Regions from separate parts of the Drosophila melanogaster genome. Here regions 1 and 3 are each linked to region 2. A link is a contact called in public Hi-C and HiChIP or PLAC-seq data. All regions are on one chromosome and are shown on one strand. Each heading gives the region's core, a stretch centred on a gene start, on an enhancer-like site or on the middle of the called end of the contact. The rest is flanking DNA. Distances are from core to core; before and after follow the strand shown. Region 1 holds the start of CG12702. Region 2 holds the start of Rab10. Region 3 holds the start of amn (amnesiac).

Region 1 (3,249 bases), core at 347-2,846, 490 kb before region 2:
AGCGATGCTGTCCAGCAAGGAAAATTCGTTTTGATTTTGCATGGACTTTTCAAAATTTATGCGCTATTTGAAATGTAACGCACGTGTGTGTCCGTATGTGTCCGTCGTCCTGTACCCATGTGTTTGTATATTTAAACGAAATTAAATGTCCAAAGGGGCAGGGAAACGGAATTTAAGGCTTGCTCGACCGAATATAGGATAAGCCAGGAATTTAAGCCAACCTAAGGCCCAGCAAAATGGGTAAAAAATTGTGGCAATTAATAAAATGTATTGGAAATCTGTATGTAACATTTTTCAAAATCGAACTTAAAAAAAATCCTAGACATTACATGCTGCAAACATGTGTTAACAATAAAAAAAACTATTGGATATTGGCATTGAATAAATGTATGTGGTAATTCCAGTGCAAGCTTGCATTATTTTGCTCAGTGCACAAATCCCGCTTACCCACACATGCCAAATTTGAATCGTGTGCGTGTGTGTGTGTGTGTGTGTGTGCAGGCGTTGTGTAGTGGAAAGTTTCAATATTGGCTCAGTCGAAGGTCGCGTGGGCAGGGGCCGGGATGGGAGGTGGTTGTGGCAGTGGGTGGGCGTACTGTGGGTGGTGTTTGCCCAACTGGCCAAAAAACGCACACAGTGACAGCACACATGTGGGCACACAGACATGCAAACGTGCCTATGTATATTTATGTATATGTACAATATATATGTATATTTACATTATTCATGCACACACACATCGGCACTTTTGAAAAATGCGTTTTATTCAAAGCGGAAGCATCACGCTCTGACCAAGGAATCGACGGTGGGCGTGGGCAGAGTGGGGCGGTGTGTGGTGGGCGGGGTCGGATTCTCGGTTCCCGGGGGGATTTAGACTACAAGGTCTCCGTTTCCGTGCTGCCAGCTTCCAGCTTAATTTTGGCTCGTTTGCTCAACCCAAAATATCAGAACCATTTGCTTGGCTTACAAAGTCCTTTACAAGTTGATAAACATACTTACTATATTTGCAATTTGCAAGGTAGATAGCTTATTAACAAATATCCGTTAACTTGCAATGTAGTAACGCAATAGAAATAGCACCAAGTTTAGTTTAATCACAATTCTCGCCGATAATTTATTTAGTTCGGAACTTGAACGTCTTTTCTTTTACAATTTTTAATTACAAATGGCAATTTTCTCAAAGAAAGTGCAATGGGTCACTAGTGTATTCCCCTTAAAACCCAAATGTCATACTCATATGTCCAGTAAGATGTAAAAGCTTCTGACTTGAAGCCACCTGGCCAGTGAATTAAACTCTAGTTCCCTTTGTTGGCTTGTTGGATTGACAAGAACAGCGATGATTGGACCTGCATCCAACTATCCAACTTTTACCCACCACCAGATGCGCATCTGTGGATCGTCTCATATCCCTGACCCGCCTCAATTTCGATTACCTTGTGACTTTCTACTTTCCACTTTCCTTCAACCACTCCTCGATTTTCCCTGATTTTTCCAGCGCGGCTGCAGCGAATGCAACCAAATCGGATTGTTTAATCAAAAGACTGGCACACACCCACACCCGCACACAAACTCAAACTCAAACTGAAACTCAAAAGTCATTTGGACAATGGAAAACGGACACTGAACGGCGGACAGGAACATGAATCGATTTTCGGGCTGTGTAACCGGCTTTGCCCGAAATGCTATTATCTTTCTTGATTTTCCACTGGATTAAGTGCACACGCAGAGAAAATGTTGTTACCGGCATAATAAACTTACTTAACATTTACTTGATAAGAAATATTTAATGTAATACGCATTTTAATAATCTTCAATTATATAATAACATTTTATAGACACATCTTTATTTTCGTTTGTATTTAAAATGTTCCTTTTTTTTTGTTTTGTTAATGTTTTTAATATGGCATTATTAATAATATGAAATAATTATTATATTATCATATTTTCTCCCAGTGCAGATGGGCGTTACCTTGGGCGAGCTGAGGTGCAACGAAATGCAGTCCTCTGAGTTCCTTGTTCTTCCCACACACAGAACTCAATAACTTGGCGTGCAACAATAAATTACGGCCATATGACAGACACATTTGCGTCTTAGAATGGAAACCATTCTCATTGGTGTCCTTGAGCTATTATTTTCAGTGTAGCACGTTTATGGGGTAGCAAAATTGCGATCACCTAAGCAAACGCAATAACTAATCACTGCTGGTAATCGAAACAATGATAACAAGTTTTTTTAAGATACAAAATATCAACTCTTTTTAGCTCACACTTACGAATGGCTTACGAATTAATTCACTTAATTCATGTTTTTTACGAAATATGTTTACTAAACACAAAACTCTTCAAATATAAAAAGATATAAATATATATATAAGATAAAATATAAAAAAAAAAATGCAAACAGTTAGGTTAACTTTACTTTGATTGCATTTGCTGATTAAGTGCAAAATGCAATCTGTTGGATTTCTAAACTCGGCGCACTTCGAGAACTGGCCGCGCATAAACGTTGCTCCTGGCCAGCCCACCTGATTTTCCCTCCACCGATGGCAGTTCCACTGCAAGCTTCTTCGTTTATCAATTCCCGCTCGCCGTGGTGTTCGTAGTTGGTTTTTTTTTTCCTTTTTTTTCGAGCCCGGAAAACTGTCGGTTGTCGGGCCGTCGCCACTACCTGTTGATTCCCATCCATTTCCACGGCTGCCTCGATGGCGATGGCGTCATTCCAAATGATGCACGGCGCCTTTTAGTTGGACACGGTCTGCGTGATTCCGCCCCAGACTTTTCCATTTCCACATTTCCATCCCCTGTAATCGTTCGTGTACCTGCTGCTGCTGCTTTTTTTCAAGTGCGCGCATCTGCACTCTGGAAAATTGAAAGCAAGGCAATTGCTGTGCAAATTAATCATCACATTCTTAATGGGAAAATCTGTACATCTATCAATTGATTGTTTTTTTTGTATGTAGAGAAAGTGAATTTGCAGCAACTTTCAGAAGATCAAATCGAAAGGATCAAGGATAATTATTGTTAGCTTTGGCAAATTTTGCAAAAATATCCTTTGATGGGAAATTTATTTGCATTATTTGCATTATTTTCCCAATTTTCTGTGATGATTTTTCTTCGAGAATAACGTATTGGTATTTTTCAAGGACATGCCTATAATTACAAAATCCCAGTAAAACGAGAAGGCTGTAGTTTACATTCTTTATTTCGGTTCAAAAAAAATCATTTTTCGTCTGTCGTGTGTCAGTTTTG
Region 2 (3,500 bases), core at 929-3,428:
GTGCATGTCCTGGATGTGGGCGTACAGCACCTCGGTGTATCGTTCCGTAAAACCGGCAGAAGTCATCAGCTCGCCGCACAGCACGCGCGTGGGCACTTGGACGCCCAGGATCCAAATGTTGGTGTCCACCTGGAACGTTACGCCCGCATCCGTGACGCTGGTGTTGCGGAAGTCAAATTGCCGGGTAAGGGAGCGCATACAGTACGCGCGCACCATGTCGTTGTGCGAATTTCCAGCTGCGGATCCAGCTCCTCCAGCTGCAGCGCCGCCAGCGGGCGCCGGTGCGCCTCGATCGCCGCCATCATCATCATTGGCGGGCGCTGGGACTGGCGCTCCGCTCTCGTAGCCCTCGCCGAAGCAGCGCAGTGGTGCTGGCGCAGGTGCGGCATCCGGTGGGACGCCCACCGGTTCCGGCGGGCGGATGACCAATTCCTCGCCTGCGAAGCCGAATCCCGTGCCCACGGATCCGAAACGGGGCGCAATGCCCATCATCATACCGCCGCCGGAGGGTCCTCCGCTGCGAACTGCCGGTCCCGGTCCCGGGAAACAGACGCCCGAGGGAGCGGCTCCAGTGCGATACGAGGAGGACAATTCTCTCTGGGCGTGTCGGTGGCCCGACTCGTAGAAGTTGCGCGTGCTCCGCGACACGCAGAAGCCTTCGGGCATGTGACAATCGTTGAGCGAGGGACTGGAGATCTTAATCAGGATGGAGAGGGCCTCGTGCTGCTGCAGCAGCTTGGAACGGGCCGGTCCCTCCGCGAACTGCTGCGGCGTCATGGTGAGAAAGCGAATCTTTTTGACCGCCTGCCTGAGCATGGCGCCATCGAGAATGGTGCGCTGGGCGTCCATGATGTTAATCATGTTGGCGGCGGCATCGGCCGAAGCGTCGCTATCGATGATTACCAGGTCGTCGGAGCCGGAAGCCACGTCCAGCGGCGGGGAGGCAGCCGTGGGCGCAGCTGCAGCCGCGGCAGCCGCAGAGGAAGTGGAAGCCATCCCAGCGTCCGTTTCGAAGCTGTCAGCCTCGTCGTCCTGGTGCATGTGCTGCACCATGGCCGCCACATCGGGCTCCATCTTGATCTCTTCGACCAGCACATGGCCGGCAGCATTGTCGGGCGATTCCTTGGTCAGCACCTGACCTCCGCTAGCAGTCTCTTCCTGGCCGGACTCGTTCAGGATGCCCCGCTCACTGGCAAACTTCAGCAGGCAGTTGAACAAATCCAGCTCGGAGTCGATGTTCAGGCGATTCTGGTCAAGAATGGCCATCAGGGTGGAGACCTCGATGTCCAGGAAGCTGGGATCGGACAGAACCTCGCGCGTGTTGGCCGCGATCAGATCCATGCTGCTTTGCATGAGGCGCGGCTCATCGAACAGCTTGGCAAACTCGTACGCCCGGCACGCGTTTTTCGGACTAAGATCAGCCCAAAGGAAATGGGTGCAGCGCGTGACCACGTGGGGCAGCATGTACTTCTTGGCCACGTAGCACAGCTCGCAGGCCTTGTCGAAGGACCCAATGGTGATGCGGTCCGTGTAGATGTACTCCAGCATCGCCTCGAACGCCTCCGGCTGCACGTCCGGAATGACGATGGGGTCCGTCTTATCGGGCAGGTTGCCATAGAACATTCGCTCGAACACCGGCGAAGCCATGGCCAGTAGCAGCTTGTGGCCGGCAATGAGCCGCTGGGTGGGCGAAGAACCCACCAGAAAGCGGCAGTCGGCCCACTTCTCCGAGTGGAGCAGGTACTGGCCCCGATCCTTCAGCTCGGTGAGGCCGTTTTGCCAGTCGATGTCCATTGCCTGCGGTGGATTGGCTGGGATTGGGATCACTGTAATCCAAACGTTGTTCGCTCTGATTTGTGTGAATAATCCACCTTTTTGCGAATCGGTTTGGGATTTTGCGAAATTGTTATTATTTTACGATACCGATAATTGAATGCGTGCTTACCTATCGATTGGCTGTCGTACCGATAGCAGAGGTCTGCCAAATGGCGTAATAATTAAAAGTCATGTTATGAGCTTTCTAGCAAAAATACTTAAGCATTTAAGGTATTATCAAGAGTAAACTCAAATCTTTCTTTAGATTTTAAGCTGTGATTTCAAAACTGTGACTCCATAGCAGTCGATAGTTGTATTAAACCATCGAAGTTGCCACACTGGTGAGAGCATGGATGGTATCGAACAGATATCGATTCATGTTCCAGCTCTAGTTCTAATAGCAACAATTTCAAGCGAAAATATTAATTAATTCGGCGCATTTAAGACACGCGGAGAAAAAAGAGCTAGCTCGAGATACAGGATCATTGCTTAGGCGGCCATAACCGAGAGAAAGAGCGAAAAAGGGCAGGCGCTTCAATAATAATAATATCTCTTGTCACCTGCGCCCGTGCGTTTGTGTGTGTGTGTGTTTGCGTGCGTGTGAGTGTCGCGTGTGTTTGTGCTTTGTTCTGCGAGCGTTCCGTTGCGTTTTGGAAATGGCAAAGAAAACCTACGATTTGCTCTTTAAACTGTTGCTGATCGGTGATTCAGGAGTGGGCAAGACGTGCATATTGTTCCGGTTCTCGGATGATGCATTCACGTCCACGTTCATATCGACCATAGGTGAGTAACGGGACCGTACGCACATACTTGCATCTGTCCACCCGCACCGCACACACACACACACGCGCACATGTCAGCTGCACAGCCAGGATATATATACGTGTGTGTGGGTGTGTGACTGGGCGTGGCACTGCCTTATCGACTGGCCTATGCACTGCTTGTTTCGATCGCCTGCGGAGTGGAAAGCGGAGGAGAAGTGAGCAAAATATGCCATCTATGTGGCTATGTAACTCCCTGAACTTGAACTTTTCGTACTAAACTACTGCATGTTCGCAACACGTAACACAGACGTGTGATCATTTGGTTGGAATGAATGCTTCATATACGTCTAATGTAATGAATCATCGTGATATCAATGTCGAACTGCTTTATTTTATTCAATTCCAATGTAATCGATAACACCGCCGTGACGTCATTCGGCTCAAATTGCGTTGGTTTTTCCGCACTACATTTGCTTTCTCGTTCAACCGTTTTTCTCAGGCATCGATTTCAAAATCAAAACAGTCGAGCTGCGCGGCAAGAAGATCAAGCTGCAAATATGGGACACCGCCGGCCAGGAGCGGTTCCACACGATAACCACCTCGTACTATCGAGGCGCCATGGGCATAATGCTGGTCTATGACATAACGAACGAGAAGAGTTTCGAGAACATAGTCAAATGGTTACGGAATATAGACGAGGTAGGTGTTTCCCCTGCGAGTAATGGCCTTTTCTAAAGTCTGAAATCTTCTTCTTTTTTTTTTGTTTTAGCACGCCAACGAGGATGTGGAGAAGATGATCCTCGGCAACAAGTGCGATATGACGGACAAGAGGGTGGTCAACAAGGAGCGCGGCGAAGCGGTGAGCATCCCTCATCCACAGAGTGCCCCCACAACAGCAATCACTGTCAGAGATTAGGAAAT
Region 3 (3,222 bases), core at 136-2,635, 360 kb before region 2:
TTTTTTCACATAGGATGCCATATGTCATTTGCTTGATTCAGGATGTTCAGTACTTTTGATTCATTTAATTTCAAGTTTGACAATGATATGTATCATCTATTTACTTGATTAGCGATCAAATCTGTTTTCCATCTTGCGCAGCGGTTCCGTTTGATACTCTATACATATCCGATATCCTTTCATGAATGCCAATGTGTGTGCGTGATTAAATCCGCACCATGTGGACGCTCGGAACATTTGGTATATGTGCATACATACATATATATCTGCTTAGATCCTTGATCCCACATTGTTCGCGGTCCTTGTCTTCGTATTCTTCGGTTGACGCTAAGTACAACGCCAAAGTATCGTCCTTCTGTCGAGGACGCTGTTGTTGTTGCTGTTGTTGCTGTTGTTGCTGCAGCACACACCTTTGCACTTTAATTTCTGGCGTCTTGTTTAGCATCTGCGCCGGGTGTTATTTAAAAATAAAAGAGGAAGAAGAACGAGCCAGGATGAATGGTAGGGATGGGATGGTATGGAATGGTATGGGGAGGGACTCGAGAGAGCGGGTATATGTGAAGTCGACTGGCGACGGCGGCGGCGGCAGCAGCAGCGGTTTTAATGTCAATAAGACGCGGCGGCTATTGCCAGTCACTCACACCATCGATCGCCCCCTCTCGCTCGCACACTTATACACGGCCACACGGCGTGTGTGTGCACGCGGTCAGGACGTGCACACACACACTTGCGAAGCAACAGTGCCGTCCCATATCCTTCGGCTTGTTTATCCTTATTTTCTCTCAATTTCATGCTTCCTGCTCCCCTGCCGACTTGCCTCCACCTAAACCCTCTCTCTCTCTCTCCCTCTCTCACACTGAAAGAAAAGGAGCAGCCTTTTGAATCTGTAGTTCTTAATCCTTTTCATCTGCAACAGATGTCACTGCCTAACATTTTTATCTGCGCGTTTTATCTGGATCCTGTAAAAAGGAAGCTATGGTTATGCTTGCTGAAAGGTATTTTCGCCAGTGTACATACTTAGCCACCAATCGTCTCTGGCTCATTATTGTTATTACGTATACGGTAGTAAGGGTAGAAAAAGGAGTAAATATACAACTAAGGCGTTTTCGTATGCGATTTCCGAATCATCCGTTATTATTAATGGGTAAATAAAAATTCGTCTCTTAGTAGATGAGTATCTTAACGTATTGCATTGGGGAAATAACTAAAATAGTAGCGTATCTATTAAAGCACATAAAAACATTAATGAGCACTAAAGTAACCGTTAGTTATTTGACAATTTGCCTGCCTGAATGACCAAATCTGCCGTTGGTATTGTATTGTTTTTCCGAGTCCGAAAAGCTTGCAATCATGGCTTTTGCGCACTTAGGATGTGCGCACCCCTTCCGAAGACTTCCACACACACGCGGACGCACATCAGCTGGTTAATAACAATACACACACACACACACACACACACACCGATGTGTGGAACTTGTTCTGCCTGCCACGCAATTTCAAACGGCCTTGAACGGCATTTGATAGTTGCTTTCGTCGTCGGTTTTGGCACTGCCCTAGACCTGCATGCCATGCCAAGCCATGCCATCTATGGGAACCCAATCCATACCACATATCAGTACATGTACATATATGTACACACATACATACATACATATATATATATCGTATGCAGCCACTCGTGCAGCTGTTGTCAAAATAAGGGTTCGTACTGGACTATTTCAATTAGTCGCTCAGAAAAGGGGTATATTGTCTTTGGGAAAACGCGTGCAACAGGTAAAGGGGTGTGTTTGTGGCATTATAATAGACGAGTTTCTGATCAGTAGCAACAGCTTTGTAATATATATGAAATATATGTATGTATTATGTATGCTTCAATGCTTCACAATTGTTGGTGCATATGCAGTACAGGATATAATTGAGGTATGTGTACATACATATGTACATACGTACATAGAAAGGATGTTAAAGCTGATAGGTTCCTTTCATCCGTTCGATTGGACTTTTCTGCATATTAGACGATATGATCTATACACTTATGTATATTACTTAATAATTAAAAGGAGAGGACGGCACTACGTTTAACTTGAACACAGGTGCACAACATACAGACGTTCATATATCCATATGTATATATGTGTACGTACCATGGATTTTGTCCAAAATTTGCATTTTGCAGCTGCACAACAACAGTTGAAAGCGATTCAAGTCAAGTCCGAGTCAAGTCGAGTCGAATGAAATTGATTCGATTGGCAACTCATAAATAAACATGAGCTGGGGAGATCGTTAAACGAACATGCTTGCTGCACCGCCCCTCTCCGTCCCACAAAAGATTCGCATTCTCCTAAAACCCATACAATCTATACAAACCATAAAGAATCGACCTAACTGTGGCAATATTGTAAATGCAATTAACTGTAGTTCTCTGCCGCCGCGCTGCGCAATTGAATGTCGGCCATTGGATAATCGAGGGGTTTGGGGAACTGGGACCACCATATAGGGGCAGTTAGCACGCGTCAACTCTATATAGCTATAAAACACGGCAAAGATACAAATACGGCAGTATTATCTATTCGAATCTTACTATTGGGATTCAGCGGGATACCAGAAGAAAGCATTGCTTTTGCAATCAAAAATCACCAAAAGTATAAAAATACTATCATAACTAGCCATGCGGATCTTACAAATCCAACGCTTGAACCATTGACCATTATTTTCTTACGTCGGATAAATTTGTTTTCAAAAAAAAAAAAAAAAAAGACTTCGTACCATCTTGTTTTAATATGTGACAGGAAGTTTGGTTTTAAATGTGCGGATTAGATTAGATACACGGTCATATCCCTTATCTATTTCACTTGAATTATTGTAATAAGTTATCTGTTGATATACTCGGAATTTCACTTAAGATGTGAACTTTACGTTGTGTTCTTTTACAATCGATCGAACGATCATAGATGAAATGTGATGATTAGCGGGCCCATAAAAGCGTTCTTTCTGAAGAAACTGCTCAAACTCGATCCATTTGCTTTGCCTAGAATGTTTTAAACAAATAACTGACTATGCGGCTAGGAGATCAAAACGAGTTTTTAGGTTAGTAAGCATTCAGAAATACTATCGCAGCAATCGCTCCATGGGCTTTGACTTTATGGGCTTTGAGCGAGTGAATAAATAAGTTCCGTTTGTTTTATATATATATAAATATTTTTTTTTTTTGCATTGCGGATC

Evidence for each region. Hi-C and Micro-C count contacts between places; a contact is called where the count stands out from the background. HiChIP or PLAC-seq counts read pairs in DNA pulled down with a chosen protein or histone mark.
Region 1: a Hi-C map of the Kc167 cell line shows a contact between it and region 2, with 2.4 times the contacts expected there. The contact joins the promoter of CG12702 here to the promoter of Rab10 in region 2. A contact is called at or near these places in 6 of 107 Hi-C or Micro-C datasets (the D17-c3 cell line, the Kc167 cell line, the OSC cell line and 1 more) and 1 of 6 datasets of contacts at active chromatin or transcription factors (the Kc167 cell line).
Region 3: a POLR2A S2P HiChIP or PLAC-seq map of the Kc167 cell line shows a contact between it and region 2, with 2.3 times the contacts expected there. The contact joins the promoter of amn here to the promoter of Rab10 in region 2.

The regions. Positions count from the first base shown.
Region 1 is chrX:19,763,278-19,766,526 of dm6, forward strand. CG12702 reads right to left here and starts at 1,597. Exons shown (of 6, transcript NM_001298536.1): 1 at 1,434-1,597. It overlaps zld (zelda), which reads right to left. Exons shown (of 3, transcript NM_001258840.3): 3 at 3,188-3,249.
Region 2 is chrX:20,249,160-20,252,659 of dm6, forward strand. Rab10 reads left to right here and starts at 2,179. Exons shown (of 4, transcript NM_078695.4): 1 at 2,179-2,598; 2 at 3,079-3,278; 3 at 3,349-3,438. The coding sequence starts at 2,472. It overlaps CG17068, which reads right to left and starts at 1,934. Exons shown (of 1, transcript NM_134535.3): 1 at 1-1,934. The coding sequence starts at 1,794.
Region 3 is chrX:19,888,675-19,891,896 of dm6, forward strand. amn (amnesiac) reads right to left here and starts at 1,386. Exons shown (of 1, transcript NM_078692.2): 1 at 1-1,386. The region is part of intron 4 of Hers (Histone gene-specific Epigenetic Repressor in late S phase); the gene reads left to right.